Linked DNA regions of Mus musculus: regions 1, 2 and 3 are each linked to region 4. A link is a contact called in public promoter capture Hi-C data. All regions are on one chromosome and are shown on one strand. Each heading gives the region's core, a stretch centred on a gene start, on an enhancer-like site or on the middle of the called end of the contact. The rest is flanking DNA. Distances are from core to core; before and after follow the strand shown. Region 1 holds the start of Tubb5 (tubulin, beta 5 class I). Region 2 holds the start of Pknox1 (Pbx/knotted 1 homeobox). Region 3 holds the start of Gnl1 (guanine nucleotide binding protein-like 1). Region 4 holds the start of Rab11b (RAB11B, member RAS oncogene family).

Region 1 (2,896 bases), core at 125-2,624, 2.1 Mb before region 4:
ACCACTCTTGCTCTAATTAATCATTTTGTATCCCTTTAAAGCTTTGAGGATACTTAGTAATTTTCGAAACCCTGGAAAGAGAACATTAAGGCCTCTAACTTGAGCCCATTCAATCAACTCCCTTCTTCCTGCTCAGTTCCAGCACATTGCCACAGACTCACCTAATGAATAAAATCATTTAACTGGAAAAACAAACAAATCCCCTTGCTTCAAGCAAGTGTCTGAGAGAGGGAGGCACTGTCTAAAGACTGACATTCTCTTAGTCTGTCCACCCTACAGCCTGTCCTGACAGGATGACCAGAATGTCTTCAGCGTCGTCTGAAAGGCCCAAATCCCACGCAGATTTTACATACACCTTCTGTCTTAGGCAGGATTTCCATTCCTGCACAACCAAGAAGCAAGTTGGGGAGGAAAGGGTTTATTCAGCTCACACTTCCACATTGCTATTCATCACTGAATGAAGTCAGGACTGGAACTCAAGCAGGTCAGAAAGCAGGAGCTGATGCAGAGGCCATGGAGGGATGTTCTTTACTGGTTTGCTCAGCTTGCTCTCTTATAGAACCAAGACTACCAGCCCAGAGATGGCCCCACCCACAATGGGCCCTTCCCCCTTGATCACTAATTGAGAAAATGCCTTACAGTTGGATCTCATGGAGGCATTTCCCCAACTGAAGCTCCTTTCTCGGTGATAACTCCAGTCTGTGTCAAGTTGACACATAAAACCAGCCAGTACACCTTCATTCTTTTGGGACATCAGCTCCATGCAGTTTTCACCACGATCTTTGCAATTTTGTTTCTCTTTTGAAAATCCTTGAGACAACTCCCTTGGAAACAGAAGGGTAATTCTTTCTTCTGGAGGGATGCGAGGGAGCTGTGCCTTACTGAAATTCCTGTCTTGGGATCACAAAGAACTAGATACTGTGTATCAGGGAAGGACAACATAGTTCTCAGGATTTTCCGCTGAGCTATGCAGTCTGGCTTTTCTAGACCTACTGCGGTGGGCAGCTGGCAGGGCGTGTCCAACACACCTTCCAACTCTGGCACCTCAGATCTCCTAATTACTACATTTCTCCAAACCTCTTTTAGTACAAAATCCTCTCTCAGAATAGAAAATAGGAATCTCGTGTGAGGACATTTTTCATGAAAAAATAAAATCACACACACACAAGATAACCCCAATTCCTCATACAGTACCCACCCATTCCTAACTTCTTTTTGCAGCGTGGACAACAATAGAGAACTACAACTCCCAAAAAAGACTGCGCTCGCCACTGGCTCAGAAACCAATGGCCGCCTGGCACGTGATCGGTTGGTCTAATCAGCGACTGGTTGGGTAGGCTTTGTCTAAGACCCGGGGCGCCCGCCTATCTCCCGCCCCCGGCCGCGCGAACGCGAGCCCCGCCCTGCGCGCCTTCCCTCCTGCGCTCGCCGGCCTCTTCTGCCTCTTAGAACCTTCCTGCGGTCGTGCTTGCATCTCGCTGCTGCAGCCTCCCGGGCTCCGGTCCATCCTTTCAGTCTGAGACCGGCCCAGAAGAAAAAAACCCCAAAAACCTTAATTTTCTTTCTTGTTCGGTACCTACATTGGAACCATCAAAAACAATTATTTCAGTAAACCGTAGCCATGAGGGAAATCGTGCACATCCAGGCCGGACAGTGTGGCAACCAGATCGGTGCTAAGGTAAGGACTTTAAAATTTTAGCTGAAATATGTAAAGATGAGAATTCTGTGTTAATTGTGAGCATTGTTCACGGAGTTCTTGCATTCTCCACCCGTCAGATTTGGCCCCTCAAAGTTTTTCACGTATAAATATAACCCATATTTGTAGCTAGCGTTCTGATATTGAAAAATGAGGAAATGTTTTTCTTGGCACATTTTCGGAAAGCTAATAAAAGAGCCTTTCGAGTTTAGGGAAAAGGAGAGGCTGAGGGACTGTGAAGAGCTGGTCTTAAAAGGGGTTTTCTAACGGTTCGAGGACTGGAGGGATGCGGAAACGATCCGAGACAAAGCCGAGGCGAGGTTTTCCCCTTGCGCCACCCCCACCCAGCCTGGAGGGCTCTACTGGAACAGAATGGAGGGGGGAAGGGGCGAGGTTTGGCGGGCAGCTGCAGAGGTGCCCGGTGCGCATTACCTCTCAACAAAGGCTTGGACACTCCATCGAACCCGCCATCCCAATGCTTTTTTTAGGTAATGACTCTGTATAGGGGCCTACTTTTACTTTTCATTGCCCTTTAGGGTGTGAGCGGTATGAAAGTGAGCTTTTCAAATATGTGAGACTGTCTGGGAGACTAAGGAGAGGGAAGGAAGGGAATAAAGATAGGCAATGGGGCTTTTTAAAGATTTTTCCCCCTTTTTTGCTAGCAATTAACAATGTAGCGGGGGAGGGGAGGGAGGAAGTGCGGCCGCTAAATTGTAGCCGAAGGGTGGGACCCTTTGGGGGCGGGGTTGGAGCCCCTGGCGCGCAGGGACAATGCGGCCCCTACCCGCGGGGGCGCACTGGCCCCGCCCCTCGAGCTAGGCCCCGCCCGCGCTGCTCCCGCCTTTGTGGTTTGCTGGAGGAGCGGCCCGCCACCGCAGTCACGTGGAGCACGTAAGGGGTGGGCGACTGCAGTGGCCGCACCTTTCTCCCCCAACTCTTTTGTGCTGGCCTGGAAGGGCGGTTCCTGGCTTCAGGAGCCAACCTGGGTGCAAAGCCAAATAGGTGGGCTCCAATCCGCCCACATAGAGGTTTATAGCGCCTGACCCACCCATCACCGGTCCTATGCCGAAAGGTTTTAGCCTTCCATCGCGTAGGTTCCTCCATGGGACTTCCGCAAGCAGATAACGGAATTGCAGTGTCTTCACCTCAGCCTCGTTTCAGCGTGTCTGGAATTGAAATGAGGGGCGGGAGGCATGCCTT
Region 2 (2,766 bases), core at 166-2,665, 2.2 Mb after region 4:
GAAACGTTACCAAATGTAAACTGCCGCCCCCTGAATCACAGAGCTGGTTGGGGGCGGGGGGGGGGGGGGGAACCGAGCTATCTTCCCAGCCATCCTTGTTCTATCCTAAAGCACAGGGGTCTCTCTTAAGGAGCATCAACTCCTGGTGCCCTGGTGGCCAAAGTTCTCCAGGAAGAACCTTAAGCTTCAACGGTACCTCACACAATGGTGGATCTAAGACTCAGCGCGCTATTGCCAACGGGATGGCCCGCACAGGCTGGGAGGGTTTAGGGACTCTTGCCTGCCTCACCTGGACACCGAATGAGCAACAAAAAGCGTGCTAGCAACGCGTTCCCGCCTCAGTCAAATCCTTCCCTGGAGTGTTTAGGGAAAGCTCATTTTTCTAGTGCTATGACAGGAGGCCTGCTTAGAGGCGTGTTCTTCCATCCTTTAGTGGAAATCACCCACATCTTTAAAAAAAATAAAATAAAACAAAAACAAGTCACTTCTGGAAGAGGCTTCCCTGTCGAGCCGACACCCACGTCTCAACTATCCAGAATCCCTGATGTGTGCTCAATCTTGGCCCCCGTGGCCCGCGCGCTCCCGGCTGGCGCGGTGGGACCGACCGCGCAGGCTACGGCCTCCGGAGCCTGGAGCCGCGACGTCGCCGGGCTCGGTGCTCCTAGCCGCACCGCTTCCCTTCTCAGATACACACGGAGCAGGCACAGCGGACCAAGCGCTCCTCGAGAAGCTCTCCCCGACGGGCCGTGGACACGCGCGACACGCTGTCACCATCCGCGGACTCCCCCGGGAAGCCCCACACCGGCTCCGGCCGCCCCTCTGGGCTGCCGACCCCGCCGCCATCTTCCTGCCGCGCCGCCCCCGGGCCTCGGCCCTCGGCCCTCAGCCCGCCGCCGCGCGCCCCCGCCGGCCCGCGCGCCCCCGCAGCCGCGAGCTGCACTCCGTGAGCGACGGTTAGGCGCGCGCTTCGAGCGGGCCCAGCGCGGAGGCCCTGCCGCCTTCGAGAAATTTCCGCGCCCCTGAACCCACACAGGAAAACAAGCCGGGCGCGCCCCCGCGCCGCGGCCTCAGCGCCCCCTCCCCCCATCGGCGCACCCCTCCCCCCGCCCCCGCCCCCGCCCCGGGCGCGGGTCAAGTGCGGCCCGGGGCACCGCCCGCCCGACCGCCCGCCTGGCCCGCGGCGGAAGAGGCAGCGGCGGAGGCGGCGGCAGCGGCGGCCTCGGCCGGTGTGATTGATAGGGACGGCGGCAGCGAGAGCGGCGGCGGCGGCGGCGGCGGAGCGGTTGAGTGACAGCTTACCTGGGTGCCAATCTTCATCACACTGACAAGCGGCTGCAGCAATCGGGACCCGCAGTGCCGCGCCCGCGTCCAACCGTCACGCCGACGCCGGGCCACGCGACACAGCCTCGCTCAATGGGAGGAGGGCGACGCCGATGCGCGCCGCATCAATATTCACCGCGGGGGCGGGGCCTGCCGACCCCGGGCCCCGCCCCCGCCCAGCGCGACGGCGGGCGGGGGGCGGGGCGGGTGGGGCGGGGGCGAGGCAGGGGGCGGGGGAGGGCCCAAGCGGGGCGGGGCAGAGGCCGGTCCCGCCCCGCTGCGCGCACTCAGCCAGGCCCCACCCAGCGGCCCAGCCCGGGCGCCAGTAGCAGCCTGCCCCGCCCCAGAGGCAGAGCTTATGTTTCATGACCACGCCGTGGGGCGTGGCCCAGAGAGCTATAGACCACGCCTCCTCTGCGCACTCGTCTGCTCCCTCCCTTCGGATAAAGGTTTGTGGAACTGGGTGGAACCATCTGCAGCTCAGGCGGGGAGTACGGGCTGTACCATCAGAGGACCTTCGCGATTCTGGGCCTCCCGGCTCTAGCCCTTCGTTCTGAGCGGCGCCTCGCAATCAAGGTTCTGGAGCTGGGGTAGGCGCGAGGAGGTAGGCGTTCATCTTTAAAGACCGAAGGACTGAGCGCTTGAGATGTTTGCCCTGGGATCTAACCATGGATGCAGTCTCCTGACTGACCGTGAAGTGACTGCGGTCTGACATCTGGTCCGTTAGGACTCCAGGCCAAAAAAAAAAAAAAAAAAAAAAAAAAAAAAAAGAAAGAAAAAGAAAGAAAGAGACCTTTCCTTAGGAGGACTGGACAGTGTTGTCTCTAGTTGAAGCTCTGCCTAACCAGATCATCTGCAGCAGCGTACCCCGGGCCCCGTGGCTTCACTGATCGAAGTAAAAGACAGAGCGAAAGAGGCCCTCAATTTGCCTGGCTTGTCTAGGCAACAGTTTTATGCAGTGGCCGCCTGAGTGTGTGATCGGTGCTTCTCATCCGTACACAGATTAAAGCGGTTCTGATGACCCCACACTCCTCAGGAGGAGCCTTGTACCCCAGGACTGTTGGCTGGAAGGGGCCTGAGGAAGCCGCAGCATGTGTTTGGTAGGACACCCTCCTGTGTCCTCAAGGCTCCACAGACACCCCAAGGCATCACTCTCTTTGTAGCTACAGTTCGGTTCACCACAGAACCCACGTGGAAGGAGAAAACCAACTACCAACACATGTGTGGTATGCACACACATTTGTCCACATACAATAGCAACAACAATATTAAAATTTGAAAAACTGGGTTTGGGAGCTGAAGATATGGCTCAGCTGATAAGAGTGCTTACCTAGCATACACAAAACCCTAGGTGGGATCCCCAACACACATTAAACCTTACCAGGTTTAATATGGTGACATATGCCTGTTATCTCAGCACTTGGGTAGTCGAAGCACAAAGATCAG
Region 3 (2,770 bases), core at 26-2,525, 2.2 Mb before region 4:
CTGATGGCATACACAAGTAGCCCCCACTCACCTGAGCCAGGCTGATACACTTCCCGGATATCCAACTCTAACACTTCAGCACTGACCGGCTGCAACACTTGCTCTCTGGCCGCTCTCTTTCTCCTCTCCACCTCCTCCCGGCTGTCCCGTTCAAAATGCAGCCGGTATCTAAGGGGAAAGGGACCACACATCTAGTGGAGTCCTGTGACAAACAATCTCCTCTTCTGACCACAAAACTGCAAAGGTTCCTCTCCTGGTTGTTCAAGTCTCCTCTAAACAAACTCTTGACAGTCCCCATTGGAAGGCAAGAAAGATTGTGGCCCATCCAGGGAGAACCACCTTCCTTGGCTTCCAGCCTCACTAGTTCCACTTTCAATCCTTCATCGGAAGCTTTTCCTAAGGGTGAGGGCGGGGAAACTGCGGCCAGCGCCCTTCTCCTTGGCTTACCGGTTGGGGTCGTAGCCTCTGGGCCCCAGGCCCTGGGAAGGTTGCTGGTTGAGCCTGCGGATATGATGGGTCACGGATTCCCCATCCGACGTGTCCGTCTGCTCCTCCCGCCGCTCCCGGCTACCGCTGCGGCTGTTGGAACTGGAGCGCAGCCCATCTTGGAGCCCTGAGGGGAGGGGCCGGTGACGCCGGTGTAGACCGGTTCTTAGGGGACCTAAAGCCCCCCGAGCCGGTAGGACAAGCTCTTCTTCAGCCGACCCAACTTCTCCAGAGGCTCCATCTTCCCAACCGCGCGCCCCAACCCCGTCCCGGATGGGCCTGGAGGTCGTCACAGCGCCCTGTGGCAGCAGCAGCAGAAGCAGAAGCAGAGTTTCCCATCCCCCACCCTCCACCCCTCCCCGTCCCGCCGCTGCGGGAAACCCCCACCGTGGCAGCCCACGCGGGATCGCGAGAGCCCACCCACCCACCCCCCGCCCGCGGTGCCGCGGCACAGCCCTCCTCCAGAGCTGCGCAGCGGCCCCGCCCCCTCCCTGACCTCGCTTCCGCTCCCGCTTGTCCTGCAGCTGCTTCTTCTTCTGCTTCACGCTGAAGGGCTTCTTCCTCGGCATGGCCCCGGAGCCCCGGCCCGCCCTCCGCCGAGCTCCCCGCCGCCGCAACTGACTCCCCGGGGCAGCCCCCGCCGGCGGCCCGGGGCCCTGGGGAGGCGGGGCCGCGGTGACGTCAGCAGCGAGCGGCGGGGAGCGGGGAGCGGGGCGGCGGGGATGCAAGCGGCGGCACGTGAGAGTCCGCGGGTCCGGGATGCACGGTGCGGCGAGCGGGAGACGCGCGTGGGAGGCCCGAGCCGACTCCGTCACGGGCGCTACCAAGTGGCAGTCGCGGGAGGGGGGACGCGTGTCACCGCCGCCCGGCGCTCCCGGGAGCTGCCACTCACCTGGCGGGGGCCGGGCGACGGGGCGAGGACACGCCCCACCGCGCGGCCGCCTGGAGAGGATGGCCCCTGGCGGGAGAGCCGGGACTGCGCTGGCTGCCCGGTGGACTGGCTGCCCCGTGGACTGGCCTGCGGCAACAGGACTCGGTAAGGAGATTGCGGAAGAGGCAGGTTCACTGGCCACACGTGCGAGCGCGGGTGAGGAGGAAAAGCGAGCGGGACAAGGACTTTTGGAGAGAGGTCAGAGAGCACGGAGTTGTGGCTGTAGTTGTTGCCATGGTAACTGGGGCCCGGATGTGGCGACCTTAGGATGCGACAGGCCTCTCGCGTGCCGCCAGAGTCCCGAAGCCTGTCCGGTGTCTCACTGGAATGGGGTGGTGCTTTCCCACGTGGAGAGGAACTGCACAAGGGGGAGCAAAGCTTCCCCACGCGCGCGGCGGGGTGAGCGAGGCACCTTGTAGGAGCGAACGGCCGCGGCACATCCACGACCTCCCGGAAGTGGCATGGTGGGCGCCTCGGTCACCCGGCCCATCGCCCACCCGGAAGCGGAAGGAAAGCTAGTGTGCCCCTTCCTCACTGCCCTCCAAATCTTGCTGCAGCCATTGCCGCAGCCGCTATGCCGAAACGAAAGAAGCAGGACCAGCCGCCGCCGCTGCCGCAGCAGCAGCAACATCTCGCACTGTCTGAGCGGGACGAGCCTGGAGATGAGGAGGATGAGCGCCCCATGGGTGAGGGGCAGGGCGTGCACACGCCTGTCAGCCGGCCAGGGGGCTAGGATAGAATGAAATGCGGGGGAGGAGGTGCCAACGGAAGGAGGAAGGGCGCACGCGTGGAGGTGGGGTGGGACGTGGTGGGGGAGGGATGCTGGTGGAACCTGGATTGAGGGCTTCGCTTGCTTGAACCCTCAACCTCAATCTGGCTCCTAATCCTTTCTGGAGAAGGCAGGGGAGGTGGCGGCTCGGCTAAACATCTGGCTTGCGCAACCGCAGAATGGCGGGGGGAGAGGGGTGGCAGCGATGTTACAGATTGTGATGATCGGGAAGACAATTTGTGACCACACTTCCACTGGTTAGGTCAACCTTCTGTGAACTACTCCCCCGAGGGAAGGAGAGGAGAAAAAAACTATGATGGGCCAACAGTTAAGGTGAGGGATTGGGGTACGTGGAATCACTGGCATGTTGTGGATGCAGCACTGTGAGGAAAGAGCTGTTAGAGACCTCTGTTACCCTCTGATGGACTCTCAAACAACTCTGCAGAGGGACGGGCAGATGGACGGGGTGAGAGTTTGCGGCACTGCTGAGTGGATATATGACTTACCTGGTTAAAAACTGAGTGTTATAAGACCACGTAAGGACGAGGTGATCAGTCCTTTGCACCGTTCTGATGGCTGTTTTC
Region 4 (2,706 bases), core at 91-2,590:
GAGTACACTGTATCTGTCTTCAGACAAACCAGAAGAGGGCATCAGATCCCATTACAGATGGTTGTGAGCCACCATGTGCTTGGAATTGAACTCAGGACCTCTGGAAGAGCAGTCAGTCTCTTAACCACTGAGCCATCTCTCCAGCCCCCGAGAGGTAACTTCCAAGTTACCAGTGTACAAGAGAATCATAAGTTCAAAGTTGGCTAGCACGAGGTGGCGTGTTTAGCGGCGCAGAGCCAGGTGGATCTCTCAGTGTTAAATATCAGGTTCTAGGCAGGGAGACCCTGTGCTCCAAATAAAACAGAACAAGAAAAAAAGAAGTTAGTTCAAAGTAAATATGTATTGTTATCATTCCTTCTAGGCTCCCAGTTACCTGGCAATAGCTAGGTATGACTAACTCACTAGAAAAGGGGCTGTTTGCCCCCCTCCTCTCTTATCCTACACTCTGCCCCTTCTCCCTGGCCGGCCTCTCCTCTTCTCTCTCCACCCCCCTCCTTGCCACTCTCTCTCCCTTTCTCTATCTCTACTCCCTCTTCAATATGAAGCTAGTCAGGGTAACTTGAGGCCTCGTCTCAACAAACAAACAAACAAACAAACAAACAAGCAAACAAACAAAATCAAGCTGGGTGGTGGTGGCCAATGCCTCTAATCCCAGCACTTGGGAGGCAGAGACAGGCAGCTCTCTGTGTTCAAGGCCAGCCTGGTCTATACAGGGCAAGTTCCAGATGGCCAGGGCTACATGGTGCGACCCTGTCACAAAAAAAAAAAAAAAAAAAAAAAAAAAAAACAATAAAGAAAAAAGAAAATCAGACAGGTATAGTCTGATCCATATCACCAATTCCAGTCTAGCTAGGGTTTCATAGTGAAAAACCTGTCTTAAAAAAAGAAAAGAAAAAATATGAGTAATGGTGAAAGCAGAAAACAAGAGAACTTTTTGAGAAGAGGAACAAATAAAAAAGCCTAGGATCCCCATTTGTTTTGGAGGTACTGACATAAGCTTTGTATTTAAACAAAGAACTGGGGAACTGCAACCCAGAGAAGGCACCCCCAATCAACGAACATACGCCCGGAAATGGTCATTTATGGGGCTAGAATAAGAGGTCGGAGGAGACCCACTGATCTATGATGTCATCAGGACGTTAAAGTCCGTAACGTCACCTAGAGGTAGCTCAATTTCCCTTCCCCTACAGGTTCGCTGGAAGGCCCAGTCTGAGTTCAGTCTCTCATTGGTTACGCACTCTGTCAATCCACTTCATTGTTCAAGTGTTCCGTCCCGCCTTCCCCCATCTGCTTTTGATAGGCTGCTGAATCTGTCATTTCAAAAAGGTCCGCATTCCTTCCGCCTTTCTCCGGGAGACCGAGGGCTAGAAGGGTGGATCCCAGGAGGCTCCTACCCCCCGAGCTCGGTTTCTCAGCCTGATTGGCTTGTCCAGGTGCCTGTCACTACCGCTTTCACCGTTGACTGGCCTTTAGACCGCCGCTCTACGCGGCGCCGGTTCCGCCCCCGACGGGTGTTTGTGGTGGGGCTGCGGAGTCGCCGATCCCGCCGGAAGCGCCAGGACAATGGGGACCCGGGACGACGAGTACGATTACCTATTCAAAGGTGCGCCTTGTGGGGTACAGACAGGCGAGGTGGCGGTAGCGACTGGAGGGCCGAAGCCGTGCTACAGGAACAGAGAGCTCAGGGTGGAGGCCCGGACTTCAACGGGGCCTATCCGGGCTGGGAGTCGGAGGAAGCCGGGGCAAGTGGAGTTCGCTAGGCTTCGGGCCCTAGTACGCAGTGGTGAGGAAAGGGAGGCTCGGCGAGGCCTACGGACCCCGGATGCGCCGGGGCGGGGCCGGGGCCTTGGGGGGGTGGGGCCCGAGGTGGTAGGAGAGGCCGTTGGGGCGGGGCGTCCCGAGGGGCGGGGCTTTCCTGGGTTTGGCGGGCGGACTGCGTTGAAAGCAGGATTGTAGCTGGTGTTAAGGCGAAGGAGAAGGTTGTGGGCGTGCCCACAAAGCCTGATTGGTGTGAGCCTTCTAGGACTGACTGACACACCCGGGGCCTACCTTGGAGTGGAGCCTGGATCATGTGCAGGAACCCTATATTATGGTGCTTTGGAATTGGGTAGATTGGGGCCTGTCTGTCGACTAGTTCAAACTCTTGATATTCATGGAGAAGTGATTCAGTTGGTAGCATTCCTAGCAGCAGCATGCTCAAAGCCCTGGATTTTATCACTAACACCGCCTTGGTGATGGTGCAGGCCTGTAGTCGCAACACTTGGGAGGCAGAGGTAGGAAGATCAAAAGTGCAGAGGCCAGGCTGGATTACTGGAACCCTTTCTCAAAGGAAAAAAAGAAAAACCACACATGGACAACGTTAAATGCAGTACCTGTACTATTCTGAAACTTTTTAATAATGGTCCCTTTTACTCCTCCTTATTAGTTTATACAGCCCATATTATCCAGGAAACAGGCCAGTAGTGGTGCACACCTGCAATCCCAGTACTCAGAGTTGGAGGTAGGAGGATGTACTGGCTAGTTTTGTGTCAACTTGACACAGCTGGAGTTACCACAGAGAAAGGAGCTTCAGTTGAGGAAATGCCTCCATAAGATCCAACCGTAAGACATTTTCTCAATTAGTGATCAAGGAGGAAAGGCCCCTTGTAAGTAGGACCATCTCTGGGCTGGCAGCCTTGGGTTTTATCAGAGAGCAGGCTGAGCAAG

Evidence for each region. Promoter capture Hi-C pulls out the DNA fragments that hold promoters and counts their contacts.
Region 1: a promoter capture Hi-C map of liver shows a contact between it and region 4, with 2.8 times the contacts expected there. The contact joins the promoter of Tubb5 here to the promoter of Rab11b in region 4. A contact is called at or near these places in 2 of 39 promoter capture datasets (cranial neural crest and liver) and 1 of 9 other capture datasets (adipose tissue).
Region 2: a promoter capture Hi-C map of the C10 cell line shows a contact between it and region 4, with 4 times the contacts expected there. The contact joins the promoter of Pknox1 here to the promoter of Rab11b in region 4. A contact is called at or near these places in 2 of 39 promoter capture datasets (the C10 cell line and hippocampal neurons).
Region 3: a contact with region 4 is called in a promoter capture Hi-C map of pre-B cells. The contact joins the promoter of Gnl1 here to the promoter of Rab11b in region 4. A contact is called at or near these places in 2 of 39 promoter capture datasets (cranial neural crest and pre-B cells).

Annotation. Positions count from the first base shown.
Region 1 is chr17:35,836,779-35,839,674 of GRCm38.p6, reverse strand. It overlaps Tubb5 (tubulin, beta 5 class I), which reads left to right and starts at 1,374. Exons shown (of 4, transcript NM_011655.5): 1 at 1,374-1,678. The coding sequence starts at 1,622.
Region 2 is chr17:31,563,422-31,566,187 of GRCm38.p6, reverse strand. Pknox1 (Pbx/knotted 1 homeobox) reads right to left here and starts at 1,415. Exons shown (of 11, transcript NM_016670.3): 1 at 1,300-1,415.
Region 3 is chr17:35,978,460-35,981,229 of GRCm38.p6, reverse strand. Gnl1 (guanine nucleotide binding protein-like 1) reads right to left here and starts at 1,275. Exons shown (of 12, transcript NM_008136.2): 1 at 983-1,275; 2 at 448-613; 3 at 32-168. The coding sequence starts at 1,055. Prr3 (proline-rich polypeptide 3) reads left to right here and starts at 1,935. Exons shown (of 4, transcript NM_145487.4): 1 at 1,935-2,103. The coding sequence starts at 1,992.
Region 4 is chr17:33,759,120-33,761,825 of GRCm38.p6, reverse strand. It overlaps Rab11b (RAB11B, member RAS oncogene family), which reads left to right and starts at 1,340. Exons shown (of 5, transcript NM_008997.3): 1 at 1,340-1,603. The coding sequence starts at 1,564. Gm17251 (a long non-coding RNA gene) reads right to left here and starts at 1,968. Exons shown (of 2, transcript XR_003952408.1): 1 at 1,239-1,968; 2 at 1-284.